Linked DNA regions of Sus scrofa: regions 1 and 2 are each linked to region 3. A link is a contact called in public HiChIP or PLAC-seq data. All regions are on one chromosome and are shown on one strand. The core of a region is the stretch at or near the end of the contact, and the rest is flanking DNA. Distances in the headings are between cores, read along the strand shown.

The links. HiChIP or PLAC-seq counts read pairs in DNA pulled down with a chosen protein or histone mark.
Region 1: an H3K27ac HiChIP or PLAC-seq map of alveolar macrophages shows a contact between it and region 3. The contact joins the promoter of NAA35 here to the promoter of ISCA1 in region 3. A contact is called at or near these places in 2 of 5 promoter capture datasets (fetal liver and liver), 5 of 47 Hi-C or Micro-C datasets (alveolar macrophages, embryonic fibroblasts, heart right ventricle and 2 more) and 2 of 2 datasets of contacts at active chromatin or transcription factors (alveolar macrophages and skeletal muscle).
Region 2: an H3K27ac HiChIP or PLAC-seq map of skeletal muscle shows a contact between it and region 3, with 4 times the contacts expected there. The contact joins the promoter of AGTPBP1 here to the promoter of ISCA1 in region 3. A contact is called at or near these places in 1 of 5 promoter capture datasets (fetal liver), 1 of 47 Hi-C or Micro-C datasets (psoas muscle) and 2 of 2 datasets of contacts at active chromatin or transcription factors (alveolar macrophages and skeletal muscle).

The regions. Positions count from the first base shown.
Region 1 is chr10:29,320,708-29,324,706 of Sscrofa11.1, reverse strand. It overlaps NAA35 (N-alpha-acetyltransferase 35, NatC auxiliary subunit), which reads left to right and starts at 1,998. Exons shown (of 23, transcript XM_021064637.1): 1 at 1,998-2,160; 2 at 2,988-3,116. The coding sequence starts at 2,993.
Region 2 is chr10:29,438,343-29,441,967 of Sscrofa11.1, reverse strand. AGTPBP1 (cytosolic carboxypeptidase 1) reads right to left here and starts at 1,818. Exons shown (of 25, transcript XM_013989714.2): 1 at 1,618-1,818. LOC110255596 (serine/arginine repetitive matrix protein 3-like) reads left to right here and starts at 1,627. Exons shown (of 2, transcript XM_021064272.1): 1 at 1,627-2,165. The coding sequence starts at 1,627.
Region 3 is chr10:29,063,465-29,067,399 of Sscrofa11.1, reverse strand. ISCA1 (iron-sulfur cluster assembly 1 homolog, mitochondrial) reads right to left here and starts at 1,265. Exons shown (of 4, transcript XM_003357702.4): 1 at 1,059-1,265. The coding sequence starts at 1,217. It overlaps LOC102160368 (a long non-coding RNA gene), which reads left to right and starts at 1,289. Exons shown (of 2, transcript XR_001304283.2): 1 at 1,289-1,495; 2 at 1,686-3,935.

The DNA of each region.
Region 1 (3,999 bases), core at 749-3,248, 260 kb before region 3:
CTTTTCTAGATTTCTTATGGCCTCTGCACAGATCATCAAATATTTTGGAAGAAAGACTTTACATTTGTTTTGCTGTAATTCTTGTCTACATTCTCATCTTCAATGTATTTGGTGAGTACCTACTACATTCCAACCACTGCTCTTAATGCTGGGGATACAAATTTGGTCAAAACAGGCAAACCTCCTACCCTTAGGAAACATACTATTCTATACGAGACATAAAGATGTACTTATTTATTTATTTATTTATTATTTTTTCTTTTTAGGGCCGTACCTGTGGCATATGGAAGTTCCCAGGCTAGGGATCAAATGGAGCTGCAGCTGCAGGCCTATGCCACAGTCACTTGAGTTGTATCTGCAGCATACACCACAGCTTGTGGCAATGCCAGATCCTTAACCCGCTGAGCAAGGCCAGAGATCGAACCCACATCCTAATGGCTACTAGTCAGGTTCTTAACCTGCTGAATCACAATGGGAACTTCTTTGTATTTTTCATTTTTAAAGTCAACTTTATTGAAGTTTGATTTGCACGCAGTAAAATGCACACGTGTGTGTACTTCACTGAACTTTTACAAATGAATTTAGCCATATAACCACTACCATGATCAAGATTTGAACATTTCCATCCCTTCCAATCACTTAGCCATATTCCAATTAATCCTGCCTCACACCTCCTCCCGCTCTGGCAGTCACTGCTCTGTTTTCTGTCATTACAGATTAAATTTGTCTTTTTAAAAATTACATATAAAATTATAGTCTAGTCTTTTGCTCATACTGATTTTTTTTTTTCCCTCTTTAGGGCAGAACCTGCAGCACAAGGAAGTTCCCGGGCTAGGGGTCAAATTTGGAGCTGCAGCTACCATCCTATACCACAGCCACAGCAATGCAGGATCCGAGTGATGTCTGCAACATACACCACAGCTCATGGCAACACCGGTTCCTTAACCCACTGAGTGAGGCTAGCAATCGAACCCACATCCTCATAGAAACTAGTCAGGTTCTTAACCTCCTGAGCCACAACAGGAACTCCCATAATGATTTCCTTTGCTCAGAATTTTTTTGAGATTCATATTTTTGCATGTCAAGTACTCATCCCTGTTTGTCAATAACTACTATTCATTATATGAATAATTACACATCATCGTATGGATATGCCACAAGTTGTTTATCTGCTCATTAAGGTTGTTGCCAGTTTTTGGTCTTTAAAGCTACAAAAATTAATGTACAAGTTTTTGTGTGGACCAATGGCTTGGTCTTGTAAGTGCATGATTAATTTTATAGTAAAAGATGAACTGTTTATCAAAGAGGTTGTATCCTTTTGCATTCCCCATCAGCAACATCTGAGTTCCAGCTCCAGCAAATTGGAGCTCCAACTGTTCTGTGTCCTCAACATTGGGTATCATCTCTTAAACTTTAGCCATTTTATTGGCAACGTGGTGGTAAAGATGCATTTTGTTTCCTACCCGTAGTAGTCTACTTATTTAATTGCACTTTAAAAATGATCATTTTACTAATTTTAGGAAAGCTTTAAACCATGTAATGGGTCTAAAAGAAAATGACTTGATTCTGCTGATATTTTGTTTCCATTCTTCCTCATGAACTCCCCAGATTCTCTAGGAAACATAAATCAAGTGTCAGGCAAAACCAACTCGACGGAGCTTTCAGAGCTGAGCTCTTCATTCACAGCCCCAACATCAAGGGTCCACACCTACTTCCACTCCTTCCTCCTGATTCTCTTCACCTTTCTAAGAATTTCCCAGGGAGCTGCGCGGGACGAGGCGGGGCGGGCTCTGGGTCCCCAGGCTCCGCCCCTTACTGGGACCCACCCACTAACCAGGTCGCTGCCCAAGGCTGGAGGAGGAAGATAGCTTCCGGTCTTGCGATTGCCTCTAATCTCGCGAGAAGAGAAGATGGCCTCCAACGGCCGAATGACGGCAGTGGCTAGGAAGGGGGTGTGGCCGGGAGCGCGAAGTCCCCTGGCGTGAGGGAGAGGAGGCGGGGTCGCGCGCACTGGGCGTACGCATGCGCGCACGCGGATGGTCGGGCTGGGCTGAGAGGGGAGGGGGCGGCGGCGGCGGCGGCGGCGGCAGTAGCCGAGGCGGCGTCTTTATTTCCGCGGTTCGGACTGTGTGGCGGCGCGAGTGGCCACGGGAGAAGTAGGTAGGAACCACCGTGCGGAGCCCTTGAGACTTCCTCCTACCCGTGTCCGACAGCCGCAGCCCCTCGCGCGTGTGGCAGACCCGGGGGACTCCAGGTCACCCTGCGGCCCCGGCCCTCCCGCCGCGCTTCAGGTAGGAGCTACGGGCTCCCCAGTGTCCGCCGAGGGCCCGGCCTTACACAGTGTTACCGGGCGACGACCTGGCACCGGGCATGCCCGTCCTCCCGCGCGACGGCAGCTCTGTCCTTGCTTCCGTGCCTTTGGGACCGGGCCGGGCTGACCCGGGTGAGCCGGGTCCCCGCTTCAGGTGCACCTCCGCCCTAAGCCCGATGGCTGGGACCCCGTGGTGCGCTCCCTTGTGCGGTGCCCCCCGGACAGGCCATGCTGGGGTCCTGCCGAGCGGAGAGAGGTTGATCCAGCAAGCTCCGGTAGGGGAGGGACCCCCTTGACTTGAGTGGTTGCCGCATGGGGTCTTGGGCTGCGAGAGGGGACCTTGAAGAGTGCCTTGGTTATTTGTGGCCAGCGTTGAAAGTTGGAAACAGTGGAGTTGGTTCTCTTTGGGCCAGTGCTGGGATGGTTTGTGATTTTTCTTATGAAATAGGCAAACTTGTTTATGAGCCCTCGTAGATGGTGGACCAGTAGTGTTAATTAACGTGAAATTTAATTGCATTAAGGTAATTTTTTACAGTACCGTCCACAAACTCAAAAGAGCTCTGCCCAGACAGTTTAGTAAGACTTTCATCCAGTACTTAAACAGACACACATGGTTTGCCAGTACCCTTGTCCTGAAAGCTACATCCTCTCTTTTACACCAGTATTAATTTTATAGGCATAATGGTTATGAAAGCTTCTGTAGAAGATGATGATTCAGGATGGGAGCTCAGTACACCAGAAAAGATGGAAAAAAGCAATACGAACTGGGTGGACATAACCCAAGATTTTGAAGAAGCTTGTCGAGGTGAGTTTGAAGTTTTGAAATAGAAGTTCAAAATTTGAGAAAGGGTGCAATGAAATGTGGATTGTGATTTCTAAACTGTAGCAGTAAATGAAAAAGAAAATCAACAGGTAAGTGCGGTTTATTGAGCTTGTTAACCACACTCATTCTCTATTTTCTGATTTTAACTTTTGTTTGAAGCCAGTTTATATATATCATGAAATACAGACATTGAGGCAGTTTCTTCTGTTAACATGTTCTAACTTTAATAAGTTTGAGAGTACATAGCAATAATTTCAAACTGCGGAAATAGGAATTCTGTTGCCCCAAAGACAATAGTGTTTGTGTATATTTGAGGTTTGAAAATGGTCACATCACATCATTTCCCAGCTTAAGATCTTCCGTTGGCTTCCTGCTGTATGTAGAATAAAATTTAAACTTCTTCCCTGTGGCCAATATGATCTGGTGCCTGCCAACAGCTCAGACTGTTTTTTGTACCACTGCTCCACTGGGCTCATTACGTTGGTCCCAAGATCCTTAATAAACACATCAGGGTCGGTTCCCCAGGTGTTCACATCACAGGCTTCTTCTTGACCACTTAAATGTTAGCTTCACAGTGAGATTTTCAGAAAACAACCAATCAAAGCAGATTCATGGGCTGCACCTGCGGCATGTGGCAGTGCCCAGGCTGGGGGTCGAATCAAGTGCTACAGCTGCTGGCCTACGCCAGATCTGAGCCACGTCTGCAACCTATAGCACAGCTCACTGAGTGGGGCCAGGGATCAGACTGACGTCCTCATGGATACTAGTCGGGTTCATAAGCTGCTGAGCCACAATGGGAACTCCCTCATTCTTTTTTATTCAACTCCACCTCAGTTGAATCACCCTGTTTTATTTTCTTCATAGC
Region 2 (3,625 bases), core at 569-3,068, 370 kb before region 3:
AGAAATGGTGGGGGGAAAAACTGTAATTGTAATGTATACATGTAAGGATAACCTGACCCCCTTGCTGTACAGTGGGAAAATAAAATAAAATTTAATATAAAAAAAAAAAAAAAAAAAAAAAAAAAAAAAAAAAACAAGTCGTGTTACAACTCCGCCTTAAGAATGAGAAAAAGTGGATAAGGCACTGCTGACTATCTCACAGTAACTACACAAGAAAATGCTGATAGAGCTTTCAGGGTTCTGCTTGGTTTCGATGAACACTTGGCACATGTTTTAAAATATGTACCATTTAAGGTGCCTTAAATAAACTACTACTTTTTTGGCCTACTGAACTGAAAACATTCCACAATACATTACAAAAATAACTTTCTGACTTTCTCAGGGAATTAAGAAAAAAAGACAACTTATAAGACGAATTCAGAGGTTAACAAAGAAAGACATAACTCCATTTATATAAAGATTCCAATGAGGACATAAATGGTAAAGGAAAATAAGTGATCCAGAAGACTGCTAAAGTCCTTGCTAACTATAAACTGTCGTGCATCATAAACTCTGCCATAATTGTGAATACCTGGGGGGAAAAAAAAAAAAACACCCACAAAGAAGTAATACCGCCAAAGAAAATTTCTACCGGATCTTACAACATATTAGGTCATCAACAGTGCACCTGCAGGCTCTTGAGGACTCTATCTTAAAACGAGAAATGGGCTTTAAGTATAAAAGCCATTCTGCATCAATGTTTTATAACTCCATTCTATAATGAGTAAAATGCCCAGGAAAGGAAACTAACCGATTCAAAACCGTACTGGCACTTTAAGAAACTTAAAGGTACAGGAGGGAAACCACACCATAGGGCTCCGCAAGCCTTTGCGCTGGGTTGCAAGAGGCCCTGAATACTTGCAATAAAGAACCCGCAACTCAGGAAGGAAGGCTGGAGGGAAACACTGCACTGTCATCTAGGGCGATGATTCAGGTTCAAATCAAACCCACAAGGCGACAAGTTGTAAGCAGAGAAGACACTTCAGGTCAAGCCACCCATTGAGAGGAAGTAAGCCTCGCCAACGCCACATCCCACCTGAAAGCCTAGCGCACCTAGAGGGTGAGAGCTAGGGTGGGTGCTGGGGTGGGTGGGGAGGCTGGGCGCGCGCCCGGCCCCGGCCCGCCGCCCCTCCGCTCTGCTCCGCGCTGTACCGAGGCCACCGGCGCTTGGGGCCCGAGAGAAAGGGGTGGCAGGACGGGTGGCCGCCTGTGCTCGGAGACCGCGCCAGGAATCCTCCGCGGCGACCGGGAAGGGGGCGACCGGGGCGGGGGCTTCCCAGTGTCCGTGGGTGGGGGCGGGGTGGGACGTTTTCCAGACACCGGCCAAAGCCCCCATCCATCAGGCGTTTCCCTTCAAGACCGGGTCCACCCCCGAAAGACACGGGTTACACAACCTGTCAGGTAAGGGGCGGAGGGGTGGCAGGGCACAGACCACGGCGGGCTCAGGGCCGCTCCTCCCTGGCTTCTCCCGCCCCCAGGATGCCGCGGCCGGAGAGAGCAGAGGGGTGGCGGGCAGCCGGGCAAGTCGCGGGCGAGGGGCTGCTGGCCCGGACGCGCGGACAGCGGAGCGGCGCTCACCGGCTCAGGATGGGGCGCTGGCAGGGACCAGGCAGAGCCGCAGCACCCAGTTCGGCGTCAGCAGCACTTGCGGCTGCTCTCCCGGCTCACGACGGATTCCTCGCCGCCCGCCGCCGGGTGTTTTCATACAAACCCCGGTGGCAGGCGAGGAGGAGGCGGCTGCAGCAGTGGCGGCGGCGGCGGCGGCGGCGGCGGCGGAACCTGCCCGCATCCCGGGCAACGTCAGCGCGGCGCCCCGCCCACCGCACTGCTAGGCCAGCCGGCTCGCGCGCGCCGGGCAGGAGGGAGCGCGGGGCGCGCGTGCAAGATGGGCGCGCGCCGGCGGGGAGGGCGGGTCACGCGCGGGCAGAAGCGGCGGGGGCCCGGGGAGCGCGCGTGGGGAAGCTGGGAGCGCGCGCAAAGGAGAGGGCGGGGCGAACGCGGTTGTTTGGAAGCCGGGAAAACGCGGTCGGGATCCTGGAGCCCGGCTGTTCGCGGCGCTGGCTGTCGTCCACTGCAGCTGCCGCCCTACCCGACCAAATGGGTCTCCCGGCGGCTGCCCGCGTCCTGTAAGTCACCTTGCTCTGCTCTCTCAATTAGAGCCTCCGCCTTTTCCTAGAACTAAGCTGGAGCCACCCCGACAGTCTTATGAGGCTTTTGGCAGCACCACACCAGTGGCTGTTAACTCTCCGACGCACGTGGTACCGGGGTGGCATTGGACCTTGGGGACCGCAGTAGAACAGAGCCTTTTACTGACCTCAGGGAGAGTCCTTAATAGGGTGAAGACTATCAGCTCTCACAGCCAGGCTCCCAGAACACAATGAAATTCTACCTTGTGGTCATACCTCAATAAATCAGATACCTAGTGCTGCAAGGAACAAAATTTCATGCTGATTTAATTTTTGCTTTTTTTGTAACGTGCGTACATATAGTCACAAAAAAATGGTAATGCTGAATGAGCCACTAAAGACAAAGATGGAATGTTTTCTCTGAGCCAAAATAATGTGTCAGAGAGATAAAATACCGATACACTCACTCTCTTCTGTTTCGACTGCATGTGAACACATTATAACGTATTCTTAATAAACACTGACATTTACTTTTTTTTTTCCAGAGCATAGGTCACGTTTGCTGCTGTTTATAGTAGCTGGTAAGAAATGTAAAATTATTACAGCTGGATAGGGAAATAAATTGAGAGCTGTGAGGTTTTTGTTTCATTTTCTTATCATCATATTTAAAAGAACTTATGCAGGTGCGAAGGTCATTTCAAAGGTAATCCAAGGTGCAGCATCTGTGCTGCCTGCAGTTTGCCCTTGGCAGATGTCTTTACTACGATGAACAAGAAACTGCCATTTTATAAATGCCATAGTTTCCCTGATTAGGAGCACCAAAAGGTAGGTTATAGCATTTTAAATAATTTTAGAACAATTACCACCCCAAGCCATCCAGTCTAGAAAGCATTGTCTGAGAACACTTAATTATCTAAAAACATTTAACATTTTATAGAATTTAAATATATGTGACACATATGAAACTTTAATCAAAAAGCATCTTCCTGGGAGTTCCTATCGTGGCGCAGGGGAAATGAATCCGACTAGGAACCATGAGGTTGCGGGTTTGATCCCTGATCTTGCTCAAGGGGTTAAGGATCCGTCATTGCCATGAGCTGTGGCGTAGGCCAGCAGCTACAGCTCCGATTTGACCCCTAGCCTGGGAATCTCTATATGCCCCAGGTGCTACCCCAAAAAGACAAATAAATAAATAAAGCATCTTCTTAAGTATATTAACCTGTAATACAGAAAGGTATAGATATAAATGTGAATGTGTAGAATTTGCATTTCACTTTAATAAAGTATTGTTAGTGTGATTTGATGGCCAGGACACAGACCCAGTAAATTAAACCACACAACTAAGTAAAAAGCAGAACCAATCCCTGTTGGTTCCTCAGCTTTCTCAACATGCCTTATTATGGTATATAAAACTCAACGTAATTAATTGTGTGATATAGATCAGAGTCTGACCATAAAAT
Region 3 (3,935 bases), core at 16-2,515:
ATTTGTTTTCCGGTCTTTAGGAACTGGAGTGCTTACACAAAAGCTTCTCCTTAATCAGGAGTGGGGTGTGTGTGTGAAAAGAATGTTGAACTGATCATTAGCTTTCCTATGAAATAAATCTTTCAAAACGCAAATAGTGACTGGTTAATGGACACTGGGGTTTTCCTTCGGGTACAGATGTTTCGGAACTACGTAGAAGCGACGGGGGCAAAATACTGCGAATGTACTAAATGCCACCAAATCGAACGCTTTAAAATGGTACATTTTATGTGAATGTTCCCTTAGCTTAAAAAAAAAAAGAAAAAGAAAAAAACACGGCGCAGTACGCCGATGATCCAGCACGCGTAGTAAATTCTTTATCTGCAGCGCGTATGCTGGTGCCCTTTGAATGTTTGACCCTTCACCCAAAAAACACTATAAACTCACTCTGGGCGGAAATGTATCCTTCTTTGTCCCTTTTAAGACGTGACCACGGCCCAACACCGCTGGAAGCAGAGAGTGCGTTTCAAAAACTCTCTTCCACCGTAGACACCAGGAAGTAACCCTTTATGCACTGCAGTCTTGATTTCGCCAGAGCGTGGGCTTTGTCACCTCTGCGCTCTCACCGGCGCTCACGCACTCACACTTCGGCTAGCCAAGGTTCTCCCCAAGCGCCTCAAGGACAGCTACCCAGGTTCATTCATCCAGCTAACCCCGGCACCTGACACACAGATCTCTAAATAACCTACACCCTAGCCCCTACAAGACCTCCGCTGCCCCAGGCTCCAAGAACACCGCGGCTGACTGCTGGGCGCCTAGCTCGCGCCCCCTCCCCCCTCTACGCGGCGGCGCACGGCCTGCTGGGAAACGTAGTTCCCGGGCTCCCGGCTCCCGCGGAGCAGCCCCTCCCGCGCCTGTTTATCTCCCCAGCAGGGACGAGTTCCGAAGGGAGGGGGCGGCGAAGCGGCGGCTGCAGAGGGGGACCAGGGCAACGTCGGCCGGCCGTGCCCCGCCACCCCCCTCGCGGGGGCAGAGGGGAACCAAAGTCACGGGCCCGACCGCGCGTCCTGGCCACTCACCAGGGTGAGGGCGGCCCGGGTGGGCTGCAGCTTCCTCTTGCTCACAGCCCGGACAGTGGCCCGGACTAACGAAGCGGACATCTTCGCCGTCCCGGCGACCCGGTACCTGGGCCGGAGCTCGGCCACCTCAGCCTCTCTCCATGGACACGGCTGGCGCATTGACGCCACAGGCTCCGGCGCACGGTGGCCGAGGCCCCGCCCTGCGCGGGCCCGCCCTCGCCGTGGCCATTGGGCGGGCCGCGTGAGTGATGGCCGGAGGGCGGGGCCGGACGCCCGGGCAGTGGTCACGTGATGTGGGGGCGCAGGGGGCGAGGGAAAGGTCGTCCCTCTGCGCAAGGTCTCAGTGCGCTGTCTCCGTGCAGATTAGGGCATGTGGAGTTAGCTCCGACTTGTGGACTGTGAAAGCGCGTAGTTCCATTACCTGCCTGCGGAGCAAGGTGCGGCGCTGCCGCTTAAGAACGCAAATAAGTCCACCGGCTGGTGCTCTCAAGGACAGAGTGGTTCCGAGGCCCAGACGTAGTACACGTCTGTCTTCCTTTTTGGTCCAGCTAGGGAGTTATTAAGGGCGTAGAATTACCGCAGATTCTCGATAAACAACCTCTCCTTCTCCCCTCCCTCTTTCCACAGGCTGTTTGGGACGTTGAAAGACGGTACTAACGCAGTGTTCTCTTCGGGTGCTGAATTTGGAACACAGTCTTACTCTGAGATGTGACCGGGCAGCTCTGGTAATACTTTTATAGCAAGTACCAGTCAATAGCTAGATTGAATACATGTTGCTTGTTAGATCTTGGGTACTCAGGTGCTTCTGCCTTTTGATTCAGCAAATATTCCTGAGTCGCATGCACTGTGCAGCCTGCAGTATACCCGGGCATACACAGGAAGCCTGGTAAATAGAGGGTTTGGAGAATGAGATCCTGGTAGGATAGAAGTGCAGCAGGGGGGTAAGATGGGAGACCATGAGGAAAGGTGGCATTTCTCCTGGAAGCGCTAGAGGTAAGGGGGAAAGGGAGGAGGTTCTGTGGAGTGGTGCTGGGGAGGAATTCCAGTTCTGTTTTGATAAGGAAAGAACTAATCAGTGAAGTGTTTTTTTAATGCCCGGCCGGGGGCGGGCGGGGTGGGGCTAGGCCAATGACTATCCCCAACCTCCTACAAGAGGAGCTTAGTGTTTTAGGCCCCTTGGAGCCTACAGGATTGTAGTTAGATTTCGTTACATCACTTGTCTCTCTGCTGTTGAAATGCAATCACACTGACATTAAGAGAATGGTTATTTCCCCAGGCCCCACGGTGCACAGAGGAAACTGGGATTAGGCGACGGTAGTGTGGTATGTCTCTCGGCTTCATCTTTAACTAGCTGGTTGATCTGGTATAGGGCATTTTTCTCCTGCTCTTCCTCCTACAGATGTGGTGCAGATTAAACACCACTACTAATTATTAATGGATAATTTTTTTTTTGCTTTTTTTTTTAGGGCCTTACCTGTGGCATATGGAAGTTCCCAGGCTAGGGGTCAAATTAGACCTGCAGCTGCCAGCCTAGGCTGCAGCCACAGCAATGCTGGATCCCAGCCATGTCTGTGACCACAGCTCAAGGCAAGAATGGATCCTTAACCCACTGTGCCAGGCCAGGGGTAGAACCCGCATCTTCTTGCCACTGAGCACAACAGGAACTCCCGTTAATGGATATTTAGAGATGCCATAAAATTGTGTAAACACTCTGTATGGTACAATGTCATTATGCATTTGTCCAAATCAGTAGAATGTGCTATACCAGGAATGAATCTGAATGTAAACAGTGGACTTGGGTGATAATGATGTGTCCATGTAGAGATTCATAGATTGTAACACATGTCCCACTCTGGTGCCGGATGTGGACGGTGGTGGAGATTGGTGCACTGCAGGGCATAAGGAAACTCTACTTTCTGCCTAATTCTGCTGTGAACGTAAAACTGCCCTAAAAGAATTCATTAATAAAAATGTAAAAAAGATGCTATATATCATTTTTTATCAGTTACTGAAAAAAATGTTATGTAGTTGTGCAGCACTTTACTGGGTTTCAGAACCTTTGAGTACATTATCTCATGGGAGCCTCACAACTTTGAGCCACACAGAGCAGTAGCATTGGCATAACTATTTTATAAATGATGCTTAGGAGTTCCCTGGTGGCCTAGTGGTTAAGGATTTGGTGTTGTCACTGATGAGGTTCAAGTTCAATCCCTGGACTGCTGTGGGCATGGCCAAAAAAATCCCATCCCCACTTCATAAATGATGCTTAAACTCAAGCCTTTCAGTATAGTGCTGAATTGGACAGTTTTAAAAATCTACTACTGGAGTTCCCGTCATGGTGCATTGGTTAACAAATCCGATTAGGAACCATGAGGTTGTGGGTTCGGTCCCTGCCCTTGCTCAGTGGGTTAACTATCCGGCATTGCCGTGAGCTGTGGTGTAGGTTGCAGACGCGGCTTGGATTCCACGTTGCTGTGGCTCTGGCGTAGGCCGGAGGCTACAGCTCTGATTGGACCCCTAGCCTGGGAACCTCCATGTGCCTCGGGAGCGGCCCTAGAAATGGCAAAAAAAAAGACAAAAAAAAAAAAAAAAATCTACTACTAAATGTTTGAATTGAGGATCCTGTGCATGTTTAAATAGCTTTTTTTCCTCTACTTTAATACTCAATACTCAGTTTTTAACTTATTAGCTGTTTTTGCATGTACGTGCTAAATCACATAATGTTTGTCAGTGGATTAGGCATGTCTAATGTTATTTGAAACTGGTGCAGGTCCCTGAAAAAAACTGGCATGTTAGAAGAAGAAAGTGTCTTCATGATATATTAAAAAAAAGTGTTCCTTTATCTCAGAGCTGCAGCTGTTCAGTGGTGTGGAAATT